Regions from separate parts of the Mus musculus genome. Here region 2 is linked to region 1. A link is a contact called in public promoter capture Hi-C data. All regions are on one chromosome and are shown on one strand. The core of a region is the stretch at or near the end of the contact, and the rest is flanking DNA. Distances in the headings are between cores, read along the strand shown.

Evidence for each region. Promoter capture Hi-C pulls out the DNA fragments that hold promoters and counts their contacts.
Region 2: a contact with region 1 is called in a promoter capture Hi-C map of the C10 cell line. The contact joins the promoter of Slc10a5 here to the enhancer-like site in region 1. A contact is called at or near these places in 4 of 39 promoter capture datasets (the C10 cell line, embryonic stem cells and liver), 1 of 15 datasets of contacts at CTCF or cohesin (the NIH/3T3 cell line) and 3 of 115 datasets of contacts at active chromatin or transcription factors (large pre-B cells, pancreatic cancer cells and stem cell-derived neural progenitor cells).

What each region holds. Positions count from the first base shown.
Region 1 is chr3:9,666,448-9,672,318 of GRCm38.p6, reverse strand. No RefSeq gene overlaps it. Among named protein-coding and RNA genes, the nearest start is that of Gm33169, 6.3 kb to the right of the region's middle. Within about 2 kb of position 2,403, at least 18 of the 459 cell types and tissues checked have an H3K27ac peak or open chromatin away from gene starts, as enhancers often do.
Region 2 is chr3:10,333,497-10,339,367 of GRCm38.p6, reverse strand. Slc10a5 (solute carrier family 10 (sodium/bile acid cotransporter family), member 5) reads left to right here and starts at 3,712. Exons shown (of 1, transcript NM_001010834.2): 1 at 3,712-5,871. The coding sequence starts at 3,770. The coding sequence ends at 5,074.

The DNA of each region.
Region 1 (5,871 bases), core at 1,154-3,653:
GATTAAAAAAAAAAATGTGGCACATTTACACAATGGAGTAGTACTCGGCTATTAAAAAGAATGAATTTATGAAATTCCCAGGCAAATGGTTGGACCTGGAGGGCATCATCCTGAGTGAGGTAACCCAATCACAATAGAACACACATTCTTAAGAAGAAAGGAAGTCTCCTAAGGGAAGACAGAGGAGGGTCAGATACCGGAGGGAGGGGCAGGCTTGGCGTGAAGTCAATAGTTGAAGAAAAAGAGAGAGAGAGAAGGAAGGAGAAAAGGAGGACAGAAAGAGTAGAAAAAAGGAAGGAGGGACTCAGTGTATCCTGGGGAGGAGTCAGGTTCTGGTGCTCAGCCCTTTGGGCTGTGTACCAAAGCCTCGGGCGTTGGGGTCATGATGAAAATTAAACAGAGAAAGCAGCTGTGCTTTGGAAGGCAGCAGGACTGTGTGGCCTGAGCAGTAGGCGAAGATGTTCTTGCTTAGAAAATGTTTTTGATTCTCCCTCCCACAGGGCCAAAGGGAGAGCAAAAGGACCCACAGGCAGTTGGTCCTGAGGTAGCCAAGAAAACCCTGATGAGACCACCTAAAGGAAGAGGGGACCAAGACCGCTAGAAAGCAGAAAAGGCCAGACCCAGGAAGGGCCCTCCTATGAGGTGAAGATGACGGCTGTCTTGAGGTAACGATGTCATGCCTGGTGCTGTCTCTGCTTTGTGAAAGGCCAGGTAGGCTCTGCACCCGAGATTCAGTTATCCACAGGTTTCTAAAAGCAATGTGAATTATGGACAAAACGAGTGAGCATAAGTAAATCAGCACATCTCAGGAGAAGATGAGCGGCTTTGGTTCTCAGGCCTTTCACAAGCACACATGGAAGCCTGTGTTGGGCCACACGGGAAAAGTACATACAGAGGGCGACCCAGGGGTGCCCCGCTGTGTCTGGAAAAGAAGGAAGAGGAGCCAGGAAGGTGGCTAAGGATACGGCTGGAAGACCCCGGCTGAATTCCCGGGACCCAATGGCAGATGCAGACAACTGGCCACTGCAACTTGTCCTCAGGAAATAAATAAGCAAATAAATGTAATTTTTAAAAGAAAGGAGAAAGTTTCTTCTCACCTCTGGAGAAGGGGCTCTTTATTGTGGTCCAAGTAACATTTCAGTGAGAAAAGCTATTTTACATTGTTTAGTTTATTTATTTATTTATTTATTTATTTATTGTGTGGAGGGGTGTATACACTCGGAGATTAGAATTGGTTCTCTCCTCCCACCATGCGGCTCCAGAGGGCAGAGCTCATGTCCCAGGCTGACAGCAGGCAATTTACCCAATGAGCCATCTTACCAGGCCCCAAATCAGCAATTAGTTTAGTGCCTAGAATTCTACTGCAATCCTCTACTCTCCTATAAATAAGGGGCTCACTTTATGGAGAGAAAAGCAATTCCAAGCAACATTAACATGTTCTGAATCATGTAGTTAGGTCCATAATTGGAATCTTTCCTGCCTAAGTCAAAGTTGGTCTTGGCTCCAGGAAACCATGTAATCTTGCATCTACATGAAGAGCAGCTATGGAATCCACTATCTTTGGACAAATATTTTTTTCAGTGCCTATCAGCAGAACATACTGGCTCTTTAGGTTGGCACCATCCTTTTCATGTATATGTGCCGCCTTCTGACCCTCAGAACGCTAAGCTTCCTGTTGCTACTATAATAACTGAAGTTGGCTGATCTTCCAAGCCTAGCATATAGGCACAGTTTCCCTCGCTTTCTTACTCTCTTGGGTTGAAAGACAGTTAAAAACAAAATAAATCACTAATCCTCTCAGGACAAAGAATTAAATCAACTATCTTACTAGTCTAGACTGTCACAGTCTGCTGGAAATCTTTATAGCTGTCTGTCTTACACACACACACACACACACACACACACACACACCATACACACAGAGAGACAGACAGACAGACAGTGACTGATGGACGGACTGAATGACTGACTGACTGACTGGGTTATCCTTCCAGGCACTATGAGGCTGATAGACTGGGAGACCATAAGGCCCAAGACCTGCTGTAGTTCAGGGTAAATGCCATTGTTGAACCTCATCAGAAAGAAGATACCCCCCAACTCCACCCCATCCCCGGCTCCCCCAGCCCCACCCAATAAGACAGACAGCTAGGCGTGAGATGGATGAACCAGTAGGTTCAAGTCTTCCTCAAACAGCCTCTGCCTGTCAAGTTCCTTGAACTTTGAGTAGCTGGCAGGGGCTCCGACCAAAGAGCTCTGCCAAGTCTTGAGCAGACTGTTTCTCCTTCCCAGAGTCTCTGCCTGTTCTCTGCCACCTGGAAACTTTCCAGACTCAGAAGATGCTCAGGGAACCAAAGTCCAAGAGTCCCCTGTGGGAAGAACAAACAGGGTTCTTTCCTCTTGCACAATATTGCTCAAATGCTTGAACTGCTCTGAGGAAAGAGCATGTTTTTCACTTGTCAGGTCTGCAAGGAGTAAGAAGCCAGGAGGTGTGTGTGTGTGTGTGTGTGTGTGTAGTACCTGTGCATGTATATAAGCCAGAAGGTGTACTTCTACTATTATCTTCCCCCCATCCCCAAGACAGGGTCGCTCACCAAGCCTAGAGCTAGGCCAATGGCTCAAAATGCCCAGTAATCCTCCTGCCTCCACCCTACACAGAACTGGGGTTATATGAGGGCATGGTGACAACTAGCTTTAAAGAAATAGTGGGTGTTGGGGATCTGAATTCTGATCCTGATGCTTGCAGAGCAAAGCTCTTGCTCACAGAGTCTTCTTCCTAAACCCACGGTGGCAACTTTTGAGGATAAGCTAATGTACTTACCAATATTTCCAGGCCGGTCAGGGTAGCACATAGAATTTTTAAGATAGGCTCACTGTGTAGCCGTGACTGCTAGAGTGACTCAGAATCTCAACCCTCCTCCTGCCTCTGGCTCCAGGGACCTGAGATGACAGGGATGGGCCACAGTATCCCACTACACTTCTGATGAGCTCTGAGTGATAACTAGGCTTTCGAAAACCTCCACCATTAGGGACGTTAGGGGTTCCCCTAACTGACCGAAGTTATGCAGATTCCTAGTTTCCAAAATGATTAAAAATACATCTAAACACTTGCCTGTCCAGGGCCTGGTGGCACATGTCTGTGCTCCAGACAGTGGAGCACTCCTCCCACACCTTGCAAGGTAGGAGGAAGATGGAGTTCAAGGTCATTCTCAGCTACATTGTGAGTTCAAGACCAGCCTGGGATATAAAGAATCTTGCTTCAAACAAACAAATCAAATGTTAAAAATTCAAATTGCCATTAAAAATTGTATATCGTTCCTGTGGGCTAATCCAGGCATCTCCTTAGAGGGGAAGAAAGTAAAACCACCGCACCCTCACCACTGCTGTGGGATTGTTCATTTGTGGCAAGACTGTTTCACCCTTGCAACAATCCCTACGAGTCCTGGTAGGGAGCGAAGAAAAGATGACACCCATGCCCAAGCAGGAAGCAGGGACGTCTACACCACACTGTCAACTTCAACTGTTCTGAGAGTGGAGACCTTGTAAATGGTGGTGTCAGTCTGTCACTTCCAAACTCAAACCTGCCTCAGGCTTTCACCTTCCATTATCTGTGCCTCTCAGGCCGTATCCTCTCTAAAAGCTGTTTATAAGCCAGTGTTGTACCCAGATTGTAAAAACTCGGAAGAGACCACCAGGAATCACAACCCTCTGAAATCACATGAGGGTCTTTATTCAAGCTTGAGCTTGGGCCACTGACCTTCCTGATGGAACATGAAGGAGAGTAAACCCCAGGTCTAAGTGAAGAGTGTTTATAAAGGAAAAAACCACAAGTGGGGTTTCTAAGCCTTGGCATTCCATGAGAGGGTGAAGGAATGCCGTCCTTCAAACCTGACGACCTTTGTTCAGACAGCGGGGCACCAGCTGGAAAGGGACCTTTCTGACCTGGGGGAAGAAACTTACTGTGCTCGCAGAAGCTGGTTTTTTTTTTACAAACTGGCCACAGCTGTCTGGGAACACTTAATTGTGTCTTTTCCATAGTCCAAGAGTGGGCTTTTATCATTTTAAGGATATTGGTCTCTGCTTCCTTCAAGGGCAGGAACCATCTACACCAGGGAAACACTGGTTATCTGTCAAAGGGAGTGTTGGCCTCAGTGATGTGAAGGCTTGGGTAAGGTGCTTTCTGTCTGTTCCCAAGGCTGGCATCTGCCCCTGGGGGGTGCGTCAGACCTACTTAGTGACTGTATCAAAACGCACCTCTGACATGATGCTGGATACTAAGCATGGACCGGGTGAAGACGATAATTCCCAAAAACCTTGGGAATGAAACTTTCTAATTCCCCAGGAAGCAAACTGGTCTGCTCAGAGGAAGCCACTGGCAATGGGCAGTTGGTCAGTGACAACCCTGACTTAGGGAGGATGAGTCTGGAGTGGAGTCAGCTCCGGGGACACCTGGCTGGAGGAGATAGCAAGGCCAAAACTTAGCTGGTCTTTGAAACTCTTCAAGGTCTCAGTAAATATAATAAACCTTAGTAACCAATCCAAACTGTACTGATGTCACTGGTTTGCCCTACGGATCATAGTAGAGGCTACTTAATCCTTCTGTAAGTTTCCCTAGCCTTGCATTAAAGGGAGGTTTATAAGCCTTTCTGGTCGTCACCATTTTTGATGACTATCTGACCCCTGCATGTTGCTAATTTCTGCAGAATAAAACATCTTTGTCTTTGCATACTATTTGAGTCTGGGGTCTTCCTTTGGTGATCCTTGGGCCCTAATAGTGACTAGACACAAGAGGGTTTCCCCTTATACTGCCCCATGTTACTAAGGCCTACTCCTGCCCATGCACTAGCCTGTGCCAAAATTCCAGGATGGAAGGACCCACAATGCCATTCATCTGGAGAAAAAAAATCACCAATGGTATCCAAAGAGTGTGACATTCCATAAAAATAAAGCAAGAAGCAGGTGACCTAGTGTCTGTGTGAAGAGACCCAAGTGTCTGACCTCATCACTTCATCTGGGAAAGATGAGAAACTGAAGTCTGAGTACAGTCAGCAAATCTGAAAAGGGAGTGGACTGGGTATGGGTAGTACAGACCTGATGAAGCTGAACTGCAGGGAAAGGCCTGGCCCTTCTTCAGCTGATGTGGCCCTTCCCCTGGGAAATGGCCTGGCTGCTAAGAGTGAACCTGAGGTTTGCCTGCTTGTGTGAACTGAAGCGCACCGAAAAGGTCACACTTGTGGAAGATGCTGTCTCAGGTTAACCCCACACCCCAGCCCCCACCCCGTCCCCTCCTCTGTTGTGTGCAGGCCTGCACCTGTGGAAGTCAGAAAGCAACTTCAGCTGCCTTCCTTGCAGGTCATCTATCTTGTTTTTGTTTGTGTGTTTTTCCAAGACAGGGTTTCTCTGTGTAGCCCTGGCTGTCCTGGAACTCACTCTGTAGACCAGGCTGGTCTCTTATTCAGACATCCTCCTGCCTCTGCCTCCCTGGCAGAGTGCTAGGATTAAAGGTGTTTGTTGGTGGATTGGCTTTTTTAAAACCTGGGTCTTAATGAGGTTGAACTGAGGTCTTCCTGTACCTACTGAGCCCTCTCTGGCCGCATGGTGAACCATTGCCTGGTCCTTGAGGGATGAGAGCTTGCTGGGTTGTGTGGTGATCCTTGCTTAGCTGTTGATGGAACTGTCATCATGCCATGCTTTGCAGCCTGGGCTTCCTGTGTGGCACTGTTCTTCAGGAGAAAGGTTTCCTAGCAGAGATCTGGGCTGGAAGCGAGGCTATGAACCTGCTTTGGCCTTGCTGGTCCCCTGTGTCTCTTGTCTGTAACATGAGGAAGTCACCAAGTATCTCAGTAGGTTCCTGACGGGACCACAGTTCTGAGA
Region 2 (5,871 bases), core at 2,463-4,962, 670 kb before region 1:
TTTAATCTCCATTTTGGACCTAGTAGGTGGCCAGCACCTCTAATTGAATGAAAATTGAATATGCCAGAAAAATAATACCTACTGAGAAGATGGCAGGCGAGGCTTGTTTCAGGAAGTATTAAAAAATTCAATTCACACTACACCAGCAGGCCCTGGAGGGCTGGCAGGCCTGGCACAGGCAGGCATGGCTGGCCTGTTCTCATCTCGTGGAGACTCTGCCTCAGAGCTCCGAAATCTCTCCATCCAGCTTGCTAAGTTCCCACTGGTGGGTTAATACCACGCCAGCCCCACACTTGAAAATTCCCATAGCCTTTTTGGGGTGCACTTCTCGCAAAGCCACACTTTGCTGCCATATCTTTCTCTCTGGAACCCAGTTGAGCCACCTTGTGAAGGAAAACACCACACAAACTTAGTTCAGAATCAATGCTAACTCAATCACTGGGCGCAACAACTAGCATCCTAATCTTGTTAGCCGTATTAATTCTAAATCCTCCAGGGGTCACTTGTAGCTGCATCTTGCCTCCCACTCTCCCTGATCAAAAGCCCCTATCTCTCTTCTGCCTCTTACCCAGAAGTCCCGCCTACTCACCCAGTGATTAGAAAGGTCACATGAAGTCCTGGATACGTGATTCACTCCTCCAGACAGCCCCTCTTAGATTAGTTAAATTAACATCAGATTTCAAATAGCGCCAGGGCTACTCACAACCGAGGCTGACTGGAATTGACACCTAGAAAGGATGAAAAATGTCTTTTCCCAGTGAGCAGATGAGAGACAAGTCTATCCAGAGAGGAACCTACGACAGTGAGTACACAGTCCATAAGCTAGGCCCGTCCTAGGGATGGAGCCCACGGGGCTGGAGGACGTCAGGATGAGCGAGCATCCTTGGCACTAAGCATTGGCAGGTTAATAATCTAAAGAGAACAAGGTGTGGGTGGAATCTCAGTCCCCTACCTCCCTATGTCCAAATAAACACTCTGAAGGGCAGAAATCTCAGGTTCACATTAAGTTGCCTAATGAAATGGTAGGCTTACAGTGTCCCTATCTTACTTGGTGTTCACGTGCTGCAAGGGAAGCCATGCAGCATAGGAGAGGAGTGTGGGTGAACCGTTGAAACAATGCTTTGATACTAACGATCACCAGTCTAAAGAACAGAAAATGCATGAGAAAACTGGATAATAGGATTCGTCTTATCTACATTCATCAGGTTTTTTGTTCTGAAGTCTTCAGAAGATGGGTTAGGAAACAAAAACTGAAAGAAAAAACAAAAACACTAGATAAAGTGCTTGGGGGGAAAAGCATACACTTTATTTTTTAAGTTAGATTTAGTTTTGGTGTGTGGGGACACACACCACAACATGTGTGTGTAGTCAGAGGACAACTTGTGGGAGTGGGTTCTTTCTTACTATGTGTTCTGGGGCTCACAGTCAAGTGTTTACCTTGGCAGCAAGTGCCCCTACCCACTGAGATATCTTCAGGTGGCTCTTTATTCATTTGACAAGCATTTACTCTGTACCCCAGGCTGGCCTTAACCCTGTGGCGGTCCCACTTTAGCCTTCCCGGGCTTAGGGGCTTTGTCTCTTTAAAGCTCCTTGGGAAGCAGGCTGTGGTGCTGCACTAGGGGCAGAAGCAGGTGGAGCTCTGAGTTCAGGACCATCCTGATCTCAAGTGAGATCCAGGACAGCCAGAGCCTTAAGTCAGACTCTGTTCTACGGGGGAGTGGGGGTGAGGGGGAGTGGGGGTGAGGGGGGGGTGGGGGTGAGGGGGAGTGGGGGTGAGGGGGGGGTGGGGGTGAGGGGGGGTGGGGGTGAGGGGGAGTGGGGGTGAGGGGGAGTGGGGGTGAGGGGGGAGTGGGGGTAAGGGGGGAGTGGGGGTGAGGGGGGAGTGGGGGTGAGGGGGGAGTGGGGGTGAGGGGGGAGTGGGGGTGAGGGTCCTTGGGAATTTAACTGGTGTCACTGAGTAGTCTTATTCCCTGTTCTCACCATTGGTAAATGTGTGCTAATCTCTTACCCTACGTGGAAGTAAATTTATGATACTGAAGTCTACCATATTTGAAAAATTAACCTACAAACACAGCCATTAAAAAGAAAATCTGTCCAATTGTGAAAATGCCATGATGAAACTCATTACTTTTTATTCTAACACACACAGACACAGACACATAAACACACATAGGGGTGGGGGAACTAGAATAGCCATTTTAGTAGTGGTAGGTAGTAGAGGGTTTATTTTGTGGCATCCTCTCATGTGGGAAATTGCTAGCTTTCCCTCATCCATGGAAGCTGAGGCACAGTCGAGTCAATTGACTGCTGCCCATGACCCACCCAGTTGTGCACAGTGAGTCATGTTACAAAGAAAGACTGGGCCAGTACCTTTCCACCATCAAATTCCAAATGCCCAATAGCAGCAGCCACTTAGTTGGGCTATACCTTTGACTACTTTATGTTCTTTTTGTTGTTGTTGTTTTGTTGGTTTTTGGTTTTTTTTGTTTTGTTTTGTTTTTTGTTTGTCTAGACAGGGTTTCTCTGTAGCCCTGGCTGTCCTGGAACTCACTTTGTAGACCAGGCTGGCCTCGAACTTAGAAATCCGCCTGCCTCTGCCTCCCGCACTTTATGTTCTTAAGTTACCTGGTGACCCTTCCTGCTTACAGACAGCAAGTGTTGTTTTGCCTGGTAGAATTGCTCTAGAACTCTAGAACTATTAGCATCCAGGGTGCTCTCAAGGCCAGCCAACATAGATAATGATGACAGCCACATGACTAACCTGGGTCAATGTGGCTCTTACTTTAGGGGCCCAGTGTTGTAGGTATGAATTAGGGTACAAAGGGCACCGGCTTCAATTTCTGGTTGTACCCCTGAACAAGGAAGTGGAGCAGGAGTGGACACAGAGATGCTGGCAGGAAAAGATAGTTTACAAAGAAATCAATCCCAAGGTGCAAGTGAGCTTAGAGTAACTAGACAAAGGTTAGAAGTTCAGTGGTGGGGCCTGTTGAGAACAGATTGGCACATTTGTCACTGTAGCAGTAAGACTGGTCCATCAGATCAGAGTCAAAATGACCTAACCACGTGCTGATGTGACAGGAGAGAAAGTGCAGAATGTGGTGGGGAGGGGGACACATTTATTTGTTGATTGTTGCATGCTTTGTTACAAGACAGACTTGGTTAGGAAGGGACTTCAGTCTTTCAGCTGACTGGCTTCTTTCATATACCAATTTCACTACTTCTGTCTTTCTTGCTCCCTCTCCCTGTCCCCCTCTCTCCGACCACACACTCTCCTGTCACACCAGCATGTAGTTAGGCAATTTGACTCTGACTTGATGGAATAATCATACTGATCCCCAAGTTATAGTATCTATCTGACTTAGGGGGTTTGTTTGTTTGTTTTGTTCCCCCGGCTGCTTTTATTTTATAATTTCCTGAGGACCAAAGAGACCCAAAAAGTAATAACTCTAAGTGTTTATCCTTAGTTAATAAGGAAGTCAGGAAGAGAGATTAGGTTTTTGTTTGTGGTAAGTGACACCTGTTAAATACAAGGGTTTATTTTTATGTTTTCTTAACTACAAGTTAAACTGGTTGTGTCGCTTGCTCACTAGATAGTTTTATACTGGTTTGAAGTACAACGGTCCCTCCTCCTCCTGGACTTTGACCAACCAAACCCAGCTGTTACCTAACTCACACTTACGTCTTTAGTGAGTGAAGAACTGTAAGAAAAATAGTCTTTTGGTTTTTACTAAAACTGGGTAGGCACACATGGTTTGTTTAAACTTTCAAAATGTCTGGCAATTTTTTTATATTTCTACTTTTGTTGGTGACCCCAGGAGAAGCGAAGAAGTCATTTCTCAGTTTTCTGAATATACAAAATACAGAAATGCTGTCCTTTACAAGGACGGAAGAAAACATCGTTGTAAGGTCCAGCTATAAAGACAAACAGCCTCACTCCAGCTACCTGCTCGTGAAGTTAGAGGATCCTAAAGTGCTGCAGGTGGTGAATGTGACCAAGACCTCCCTGGCTGTCACAGACTTTACCGTCAACCTGAAGACTTTCCCAGGAGAGACCAATGTGACCCTGCAGCTCTGGGAGTCTGAAGGTAGGCAAACAACACTCATCGACGAGCTAAAGAATGTCAGAGTGAGAGTGTTCAGACAGACGGACGACAGCCTCCTCCAGGCACCAATCCATGTCGATAGCTCCATCTTCCTGCTTGTCTTATCGATGATCCTTTTAAATAAATGTGCCTTTGGCTGCAAGATTGAATTCCAGGTGCTTCAAACAGTGTGGAAGAGACCTTTGCCAATACTTCTTGGGGTGGTTATACAGTTTTTTCTTATGCCATTCTGTGGCTTTCTCTTGTCTCAGATTTTGGGCTTGCCTAAGGCACAGGCTTTTGGATTTGTAATGACCTGCACATGCCCAGGAGGAGGTGGGGGCTATCTCTTTGCTCTCCTTCTGGAAGGGGATGTCACTTTGGCCATTTTGATGACTTGCACATCAACGTCCCTGGCCCTCATCATGATGCCTGTCAACTCATACTTTTACAGTCGGCTACTGGGCTTAGCAGGTGCATTTCACGTCCCTGTGTTAAAGATTGTGTCTACTCTTCTTTTCATACTTATGCCAATGTCGACTGGTGTCATCATTAAACACAAGATGCCTGCGAAAGCAATCTGTTTAGAGAGAGTAGTGCGGCCTCTGAGCTTGACTTTAATGTTCGTGGGCATCTACTTGGCTTTCCGGATGGGACTAGTGTTTCTGAGAATGGCTAACCTAGAGGTGTTTCTATTGGGGCTTCTGGTTCCTGCACTGGGCCTTTTGTTTGGCTATTCCTTGGCTAAAGTCTACTTGCTGCCTCTTCCTGTTTGCAAGACGGTTGCTCTCGAAACTGGGATGTTGAATAGTTTCTTAGCTCTGGCCATCATTCAGCTTTCCTTTTCCCAGCCCAAGGCACACGAAGCCTCCGTAGCCCCCTTTACAGTAGCCATGTGTTCCAGCTGTGAAATGTTACTGCTCCTTCTGGTCTACAAGGCTAAGAGAAGGCCATCCCTTAGCACAGAATATGAAAAAACTCCTCTAGTTTAAAATGTACAGCAGATGCACTATAGTCACCTTCAAGCTGGTTAAAAGCTTGACATGGGAGGTGAGGAGATCATTTCTTCTAGTACCTGTATGTGTATGTCTTATATATGTGTGTGTGACATACAGGTGCGTATAACATGTTACATGTGTGCACGTGTATGTGTTTGCATGTGTATTATACATTACCCTAACCTAGCCTAATCCAAATGGTTTAACATTTTCCTGTCAGTGTTCTTGCCTATAGTGTTTTGGGCTGATACAACCAAATCTGTTCTTTCTTATGTCACTAAGTCCAGTGTACAAAAAGCATGATTTACAAAAGACCTGATGGTGTGGTGGTGGATGTCTATCCTGATCAGAAAAGCAGTGGCTACCTCCCTGGAGCATTTGGCTTTTCAACAGAAATGCCCGTTCAGAGGCTCAAACTATAAATGCATTTGCGTAATACCAACCTATGGAGGTGCCACCATTTGCCCATCAAAGGCCAGGCAGCTCTCTTTCTAGCTGTGCTTGATGGCACTGAGAATGTGTCACGTCAGCTTTCAAATCTGTAAAACACAGACGTCCACATAGGTTTAAGATACAGGTTAACCCGACATGTGCTTTGTGGGATAGCTTTATGCATCATTAAATGTATTAAATCAAATAAGGATTAAGTTACCCAAATACCTTGCTCTTAAGAGCAAGAGGGATGCCAGGCAGTGGGACTGCCATGAGTTTGAACCTAGCTTAGTCTAGTGAGTGAGTTCCAGGAGAGCCTACCTCGATTAATCAAACAGTAAACAAACGCAGAAAGTATT